Regions from separate parts of the Zea mays genome. Here region 2 is linked to region 1. Evidence: chromatin contacts called from public Hi-C data. All regions are on one chromosome and are shown on one strand. Each heading gives the region's core, a stretch centred on a gene start, on an enhancer-like site or on the middle of the called end of the contact. The rest is flanking DNA. Distances are from core to core; before and after follow the strand shown. Region 1 overlaps LOC103653397 (phosphatidylinositol 3-kinase, root isoform). Region 2 has its middle 19 kb from the start of LOC103655347.

Region 1 (3,964 bases), core at 988-3,487:
AATAGGATTCTTTTGTATGAGGAAGACAAGAATGCCCTCTATATTTGTACTAGGTTGAAACTCATATATGAGATGAACAATGTAACAAACGTTTCTGAGTATTCATAATTTATTACATAAATAATTTTAAAAAATTCAATTGACATTGACAAATATTGCATTAGCAATATTATCACGGAAGGCGAAAAAACGATTCGGTGGATTATAATGGCAATGGTGGGTAATTTCTAGGAAACTTGAAAGGGTAGTGGGGAAGTGGGAAAAAATAATCTGAAATAAGTACCTCCTCACTTGCTTATGGATTATCATAATCTAAGGGGTTAGATTATATAATCTGGGCAAATAAGCTAGACTGTTTGTTTGTCTCTTAGAATTATTTAATCCAGATTATATAATCTGGGGGATAAACAAACAGGCCCTTAAGTTCTTTAGTAGTTTGTAATGATAAGACTAGCCTGCCAGGTGCCAGCAGTCTCAGGAGCATGTGGGCTCTACAAGGAGATTAGCAGCTGCTGGAGCATTATTGTGAAACTACCAAGTCTTATATGATAGCAATATCTTTTGCTCATACAAGTAGTCATAACTCGCAAGTAATGGAAAACATGTCATGCATGAGGAAGTATTGCTGTGACAGGCATATTCCTTGTTGGAATGCTCAAATGGTATGAGGCGACATAGATAAAGTACTTTGTGCCACATAGAATGCTCAGTGGTACGCTCATGATTAACCGAAATACAGAATATTGAGTCTAATACAACGGTCACTCATCATGCCAAAGGTGTCGAATTTAACCAAACCATCAGAGCATTATACAAGATTGTCCAATTTAACCAAACTATCATAGCGTTATACAAGATTTAGTCAATAGAATGTGAGTCTGAGGGGTAGTAAGCACTATCAAATTTAACTTTTTAATCAGGCGCATCCTTATGTAGAAATGTAATAATAAGTGGAAGACGCCAGTTTCAATTATCTACTATACTTCTCAAGGTGCAAGGAGAATAAGTCTTGATACAATAATTTGGTGACAAATGCAAACGTACCTCAATCTTTCTGTTTCACTTATCCCCAATCCAATTTTAGAATAATATTATTTTGGTTAAGATAGTGAATGACTCAAAGCATGAGACAGAGTAATCTAGCATACTAGCAGGTGCAGGCTATAGGTGTACATTTGGGCCGGGCCTGATGGGCCGGCCCGAAGCACGGAAAAAAAAGCACGGCCCAGGCACGACACGACCCGAAATAATTTAGTGCCGGGCCGGCACGACCCGTTATATCGGGCCGGGTTTGGGCCGAGGTCACGGCCCATGAGCGGGCACGAGCACGACCCGTTTAAGGCAGGCACGAAAAGGCCCATATAGAGGCACGAAAAGGCCCATATATTTATTAAAACACACTTCATTCCACACTTTCATATACTTGATAAAGAACACAAAGCTAGAGATAATACTAGTTAGATGTTTTTTTGTATCTTTGAATTAGAGTGTGTGATGTAATTTTACTTTTGTTATGAACATTAGACAATAAACTGAACTTATGAACTTTGTATAGAGCTGATTATACTCTTTTTTCTTCTAACAAAATGATTTATAAACGAGGTAGTCATTGCATAGCTGTGGTAACATTAATACAAATATTAAGTTTGATTTTGTTCAAATTTATTTGTCTTATCTTTTATTTGTTTTATTATTTTGTTGAATTTAGGGCCGTAATGTGAATTTCGGGCCAAAAACTGAATTTCGGGCCAAAAACTGAATTTCGGACTTTTATAATTTCGGGCCGCCCGAAATAAGCCCGGCACGTTTAAGCAATTACGGGCCGGGCCGTGGGCCGAGGGCGAGGCCCATGGGCCGGCCCGGCACGGCCCGAAATTCAAACGGGCCGGGCCGACCCGAAATTCAAACAATATGGGCCTTTTCGGGCTTGGGCCGGGCCGGGCCGGGCGGCCCGAATGTACACCTATAGTGCAGGCCACCATGCAGACATGGGTACTCAAATGAGTACCCAAAATTTTAGTAAAAAAATAAAAAAATATAAATAAAATATGTATACGTAAAACCTACCTATTCAACGGCCCCCACAACCCTTCTCTCTCGTGGCTCTCCCTAACTTCCGCTGGCTTTAGGCTTCGTGCATGTGCGGTTGTGTCATCGTTCGTTGTTTCCTAGCAATTGCCCGCCGCTGCCATCTGCCCACGCGTGCGGCGTGCCCTCGCCGTCAGCCACGCACAACTGTTCACCAGATGTTGTTGTTCGACCTACACCCCACTGTCCACATCCACTACTCTACCGACCGGCCACCGTGACACCGTCCCATTGGCTCGTGAGTCACGCACAGCCATCCACCACGACACCATTCCATCCAATCCATAGACCATAGAATCACTTCAACAATTCAACTCGGTACGATAACTACCGTTTGTTTAGCTAGAATTGAGAAACATAAATTTGGTTCTTCTGGCAATAGCCAATTAACCATGATTATTACATACCAATGTTTTTACCCTTTAACAATTTTGAATACTCATCTTTCAAATCCTAGGCTCACCACTGCATGCTAGTGACAACAAAAAGAATTCAACACATCCTACACATGCTAGTTGCTAATCTCAGCGGATTTAACAAGTATTAAACATGTTCACAGTTTAGAAAAATGAACTTAGCTCAACATAATTGTATCACGGTGAGCAAAATGAGCCTAAGCTTGCCCAAACATCATCATGTACACATGAACATACTACCAATAGCATAATCATATTCTAACAGCTATACACAACAAGCTCAAAATGCTATATGATACATGATGTGATGCAAATATGATACAAAAAGCCAAACTAAAAGCAAAAAGTGCAAAGAAGAGAAGCTCTACGGTACAACTAAAACAACTTCGCTCCTATAAAAAAGAAAACACACACCTAGCTCCCCTCCCAAGTGCGCAAATGTGGCTTAATTAAGGGGTTCGGTGAGGATATCGACAAGCTGTTTATAAGTGTTAACATGTCATAAGTCTATGTCCCATTTCTCATAATGATCTCTTAGAAAATGAAAGCAGACATCTATATGCTTTGTTTTGGAGCATATCACTAGATTGTTTTGCAACACTTATGGAACCAGTGCTGTCACAAATCAAAGGCACTCGCTAAAACTGTGAGCCTAAGTCTCTCAAAGTGGCCATCATCTAAAGCAACTGTAAGTGACAATTAGTGATAGCAACATACTCAACCTCTATAGTGGATTGGGATATGGTATAATGTTTGCGAGAAAACCAATAAACCAGTAAAGAACAAAAAATGACAAGCCCTAGAACTTGACTTGCGATCCAAAGAATGATAGGATTGAAGAAGAGGAATACCAAAGACTAAATTTTGGAGTAAAACAAAGGTACATCATGATCCTTTTGACTACGTACTTATGGGATGTGCACGAGGGCGCCTAAAACTGAGCACATAGACACACAATAATATATATATTGGATCTCACTGCCATCAAGTACAAAAGTGAGCCAACACACTTCTATACTCCTTTTGACAGTGGCGGACCCACAGGTTATGCTGGGTATGCACCGACATACCCTGTAAAACCTTCGATTGCATGTATATCGTATATGTAAAAACTAAATGAAAAAAGAGAAAAAACATAGTGCACTGGACAGTAAGGCGTCATGACGGGAGGCCCATTAGGCCATTGAGACTAGGCCCGAGCGACAACGTAGTGCACTGGACGTTTCATTTTTCTAACTCCGTAGTGCCCTGTAGACTACAGTCTGTTGCCGTTTCAATTTTCTAGTGCTCTGCATGTTTCATTTTTCTAATCTAATCTTGATCGAAGAGAACGGAGCCCTAGCCCTAGTGCCATGTCGTAGTCCGTCGCCGCCTTGCTCTAAATCGGAGGATCACTTTACATGTCTCATCTGCGACATATATCAGATTATCAGATATAATCATGGTCTCTCGAAGGTTCG
Region 2 (3,964 bases), core at 833-3,332, 170 kb after region 1:
CTGGGAAATTTTGTTAAAAAAATATGATTGCAACTGCTGGTCTGGTGTCATTGCAACTTCTATATAACTAGATGCAACTGCTGGTCTGGTTCGAAAATTGTAGCATTCTGTCTGGAGCGTGCGGGAGGGACGAAGACGAAGCGTCGGTTCGGCCTGGGTGGGGCGGTTGGCTCGGACCAGGTGCTCCTGGCGCGTAGGTTCGGCCTGGGTGCATTCTCTATATTGAATGCACCCAGGTGTAATATATAAATACAATATATATATATACGTCGATACTTCCACATATTATGGGTAACGTAGGAGACATCCCTATTTTCACCCGGGGGTCTTAATTACCACTGCTTAACTTTCAATTCGCCTCTGACCATCAAATTAAATGTGAATAACCTGTCCTCCTCTCTTTGAAACAAGGGGCGCTTCCGGTTCTGTGCGTGCTTCAAACAATTTTGTCTTCTCCATATTACCATATCTCTAGAGTCAATAATTTTGTATGAGGAACTACTGAACTCAATCACTTGCTACCGTTACTCAACAGTTTTCTGTTGAGGTCATCCCGTAGAGGTAGTCAAATTGGATCAGTGATCGATTTCTAGGTTTCGTCGTAAACCTAATTGGTTACTTCCAATTACGTAAATCAATAGTTCAAACCGCACTCAAAGGTAGGGCATTTCCCATTGATATAGGAACTTTTGTACCAGAAACAATAGTATCTCCAATTATAGCCCCTCTGGGATGTAAAATATATCTCTTCTCACCATCCCCATAGTGTATGAGACAAATGTATGCATTTCGATTAGGGTCGTATTCTATGGTTACGATTCTTCCAGATATGTCTTTTTGATTCCGTCGAAAATCGATTTTACGGTATAGGCGCTTATGACCTCCCCCTCTATGCCTTGCGGTAATGATTCCTCTGGCATTACGACCTTTACCACAACGGTGCCGTCCATGGATCAATTTATTTCATGGATTGGATTTCACTTGCCTGTCTACGGTTCCCTTGCGTGTGCTCGGGATAGGTGTTTTGTATAAATGTTTCGCCGTATTATTAAGTATTCTCCTTTAGTTTGTTTCTCTATCTAGAAGTGGAATAGAATAACCCAGTTGAAGGGTAATGATCATACGTCTGTAATGCATTGTATGTCCCAGAATAGGTCCCATTCTTCTACCCTTTCCGGGTAGTCGATGGCTATTCACAGCTACTACCTTAACACCAAAGAAGAGTTCGACCCAATGCTTTATATCTGTCTTAGTGAATCCCGATTCGACATTAAAAGTATATTGATTCTTTCCCAATAAACGAAGACTCTTTCCCCCCATAAATCGACTTTCCCCCCTATGCTCTGAGTTCTAGTATCGATAAGAATTCGAGTTCTTATTGTTCTTATGTTATGGTATGAATATACCATACCAATTCGTTATGTATGGATGATGGATGAGATTCCATGGATAGAGAGCCAATTCCAATAGACCGTTCCCGTTCGCGTGCATCCAGCAGGAATTGAACCCGCAAATTTACCAATTATGAGTTGGGCGCTTTAACCATTCAGCCATGGATGCTTAACAGGGATCATCGTACATCGTAAATAACCAATTTTCATATAGAAAGACATATCATAGAAAAATGAAATCGAAAATATTCGGAGATGGCAAATATTCGAAGACGACTATGAAAACACCTCTCCGGATCCTCGAATTGAAAGAGAGACTGAGAGGGATCAAGAATCCTAATTCTCGCTATTTGGAATGGATCCAATTCTATTGAGTCTGACCCATAGTGATCATTTCTCTTTAGCAAAGAATGATATATATATGGGTTATATATACACACACGATATGAGATACATGTGAATTTACGTAAATCTTGGTGTGACAACACACAGTGACTAGTGTTCCTTGCCTACGCAGAAAGCAAAGTGATCTACCCAGACCCGGTTTCTATTCAACCACACGCTCAGCGGCGAGGGCGCGAGGCCACAAAAGGCATGACCAAACCATCACGGCATCTCTCCCCCCTCTCTTCTCTAAAGCATCTCACTCCATGGTCCCTGCCCTTTCTATTTTCCATCACCGTGACCACAAATATGCCCTTCACAGCTTCACACGACGCAAAAAGGGCACACCACCACCCTTGTACACACACACCTCAAGCTCACATACACTCCAGATGAGAGAGTTGGGGTCCTCTCTCTCCCCGCCGTCTGTAACCGTGCTCACCATCGCAGCCCACGAGCTCCGCTGCCGGTGCGCTCCATACGACGGCTACAATGGAGACGACGACTTCGAGCTCACGCCTCTCCTTTTCAGGACCCGGCGCAGCGCGCGCACCGAGCGTCCAAGAATCGTCGCCGTCCAGGTCGCGGCCATTACGGTCGCCCAGCCGCAGCCTCCCCAGCGCCCTCGCCGCGGAGCGCCAAGCGGCGTCGCGGCGGTGGCGGCCACGCCGGCGCCAGCGCCACAAAGGAAGAAGCAGCAGCAGCAGGTGCGGTGGCACGACATGGCGTTCGGGACCGTGCGCCTGCCGGCGGCCACGAGCATGGGCGAGATCAGGAGGCGCTTGAGGGCGCGGCAGGCTCTGCAGGCTGGCGGCGCCGCGAACGAGCCGTCCTCCTCCGCCGCGGCGTGGGCACCATGGAGGCTCATACGGTCGCTGAGCTGCAGGGGCGTCGAGGCCGTGTCGGCTGCCGCGGCGCCGGTCAGGCTGGTCTAGCCGTCTAGGTACGTAATTAACGGAGTGAGGTGGACGCACGGAAGGTGTTGGTGATCTATCGAGGTCTGGACCTGGTACTGCTGGTGTCGCCTGTGAAGGCCGACGTAACTGCGGCGCCGGCCGGCCGGTGAGCCGGCGAATGCACGGTGGCCTCACGGGAGTGACGCCAAGCTAGGTTGGTGGAAGTTGAAAGGCACACAAGCGCAAAGCGGTACCTAGCTATATTAATGTTCACCACTTTCAATTTTCGTCTCGTGTTATCTTTTAATTAATGAACCTTTTCTCCGCTCTTTCTTTCTGTTTGGTGTTTATAATTTAGGATTAGTTGGCTAAGAATAGTATATAGCCGATGTATTACTTGTTATATATACACTGTATATATGTAGAGGAGTAATCTCCTGCTACAATAAGCTATAAGCAGGGTCTTGGAGATCATGTTCAAGGTGCCTGATATCAAGATGTTTGTGAATAAAAATATTCTGTTATTACGTCGTGTTCAAATGTTTGTACTGTTCTTTCGAACAGTACCCTGTCTAGTTACACGTACGAAATTTTTTTTGTATATAAGCACAAGCTAAAGTTAACCTTATTTAGTAATAACTAGCAAACGCGTGTTGCAACTGAACTTATTACCTTACTGTGTTATGTCATAGATAGGACAGAAAGAAACACAAGGGATCTGTGAGAAGCTAGAAAAAAAGATGGACACATGAACCTCTTTACTCTTTAATATTAAATATATAGATATAATTAAAGTATAAATCTCTACTACCTATTAAGACGCCCCACTCATTCCCATTCCCAGCTGCCTGTCTTTCTCATTCCCCCTCCCTGCAAAGCTCATTCACATTTCCATTCCCGGCTATCACGTGTCTTTCTCATTCTCCCTCCCACAAAGCCTATTCCCATTCCCACGTGCATCCCACGCCTAGCTAAAATTAAATTAAAAAAATAGGCTCCAAAGGGATTCGAACCCGCGACCTCTCAAATAAATGTGTTTGTAGCTACCACTACACCACATATGTGTTTATGTCTACATCTATTATAGTAAAAACATATAATACATCTCTCCCGAAGCCCACCTGCTACCCTTGCACAATGTGTAGTAGTAGATAAGTATCACTGAGATTATTAAATTATATTTTTGGATTGAGGGAGTAGTATTTAAAGAAGAGCCTTGCATGCAATTTCTTTTGTTTGAATAATGTTTTCAACTTAAATACTTTTTTTTGCATGTGTAACATTTATTCTCCA

The links. A called contact is a pair of places that touch in the nucleus more often than the background predicts.
Region 2: a contact with region 1 is called in a Hi-C map of leaf, with 4 times the contacts expected there. The contact joins two enhancer-like sites. A contact is called at or near these places in 3 of 25 Hi-C or Micro-C datasets (bundle sheath, ear and leaf).

What each region holds. Positions count from the first base shown.
Region 1 is chr4:74,548,729-74,552,692 of Zm-B73-REFERENCE-NAM-5.0, forward strand. LOC103653397 (phosphatidylinositol 3-kinase, root isoform) reads left to right here. Exons shown (of 18, transcript XM_008680312.3): 18 at 1-101. Among protein-coding and RNA genes, the nearest start is that of LOC109946023, 7.4 kb to the left of the region's middle. Within about 2 kb of position 2,238, at least 15 of the 20 cell types and tissues checked have an H3K27ac peak or open chromatin away from gene starts, as enhancers often do. A contact at or near this core is called in bundle sheath and leaf, where this site is marked.
Region 2 is chr4:74,720,994-74,724,957 of Zm-B73-REFERENCE-NAM-5.0, forward strand. No RefSeq gene overlaps it. Among protein-coding and RNA genes, the nearest start is that of LOC103655347, 19 kb to the left of the region's middle. Within about 2 kb of position 2,083, at least 12 of the 20 cell types and tissues checked have an H3K27ac peak or open chromatin away from gene starts, as enhancers often do. A contact at or near this core is called in bundle sheath and leaf, where this site is marked.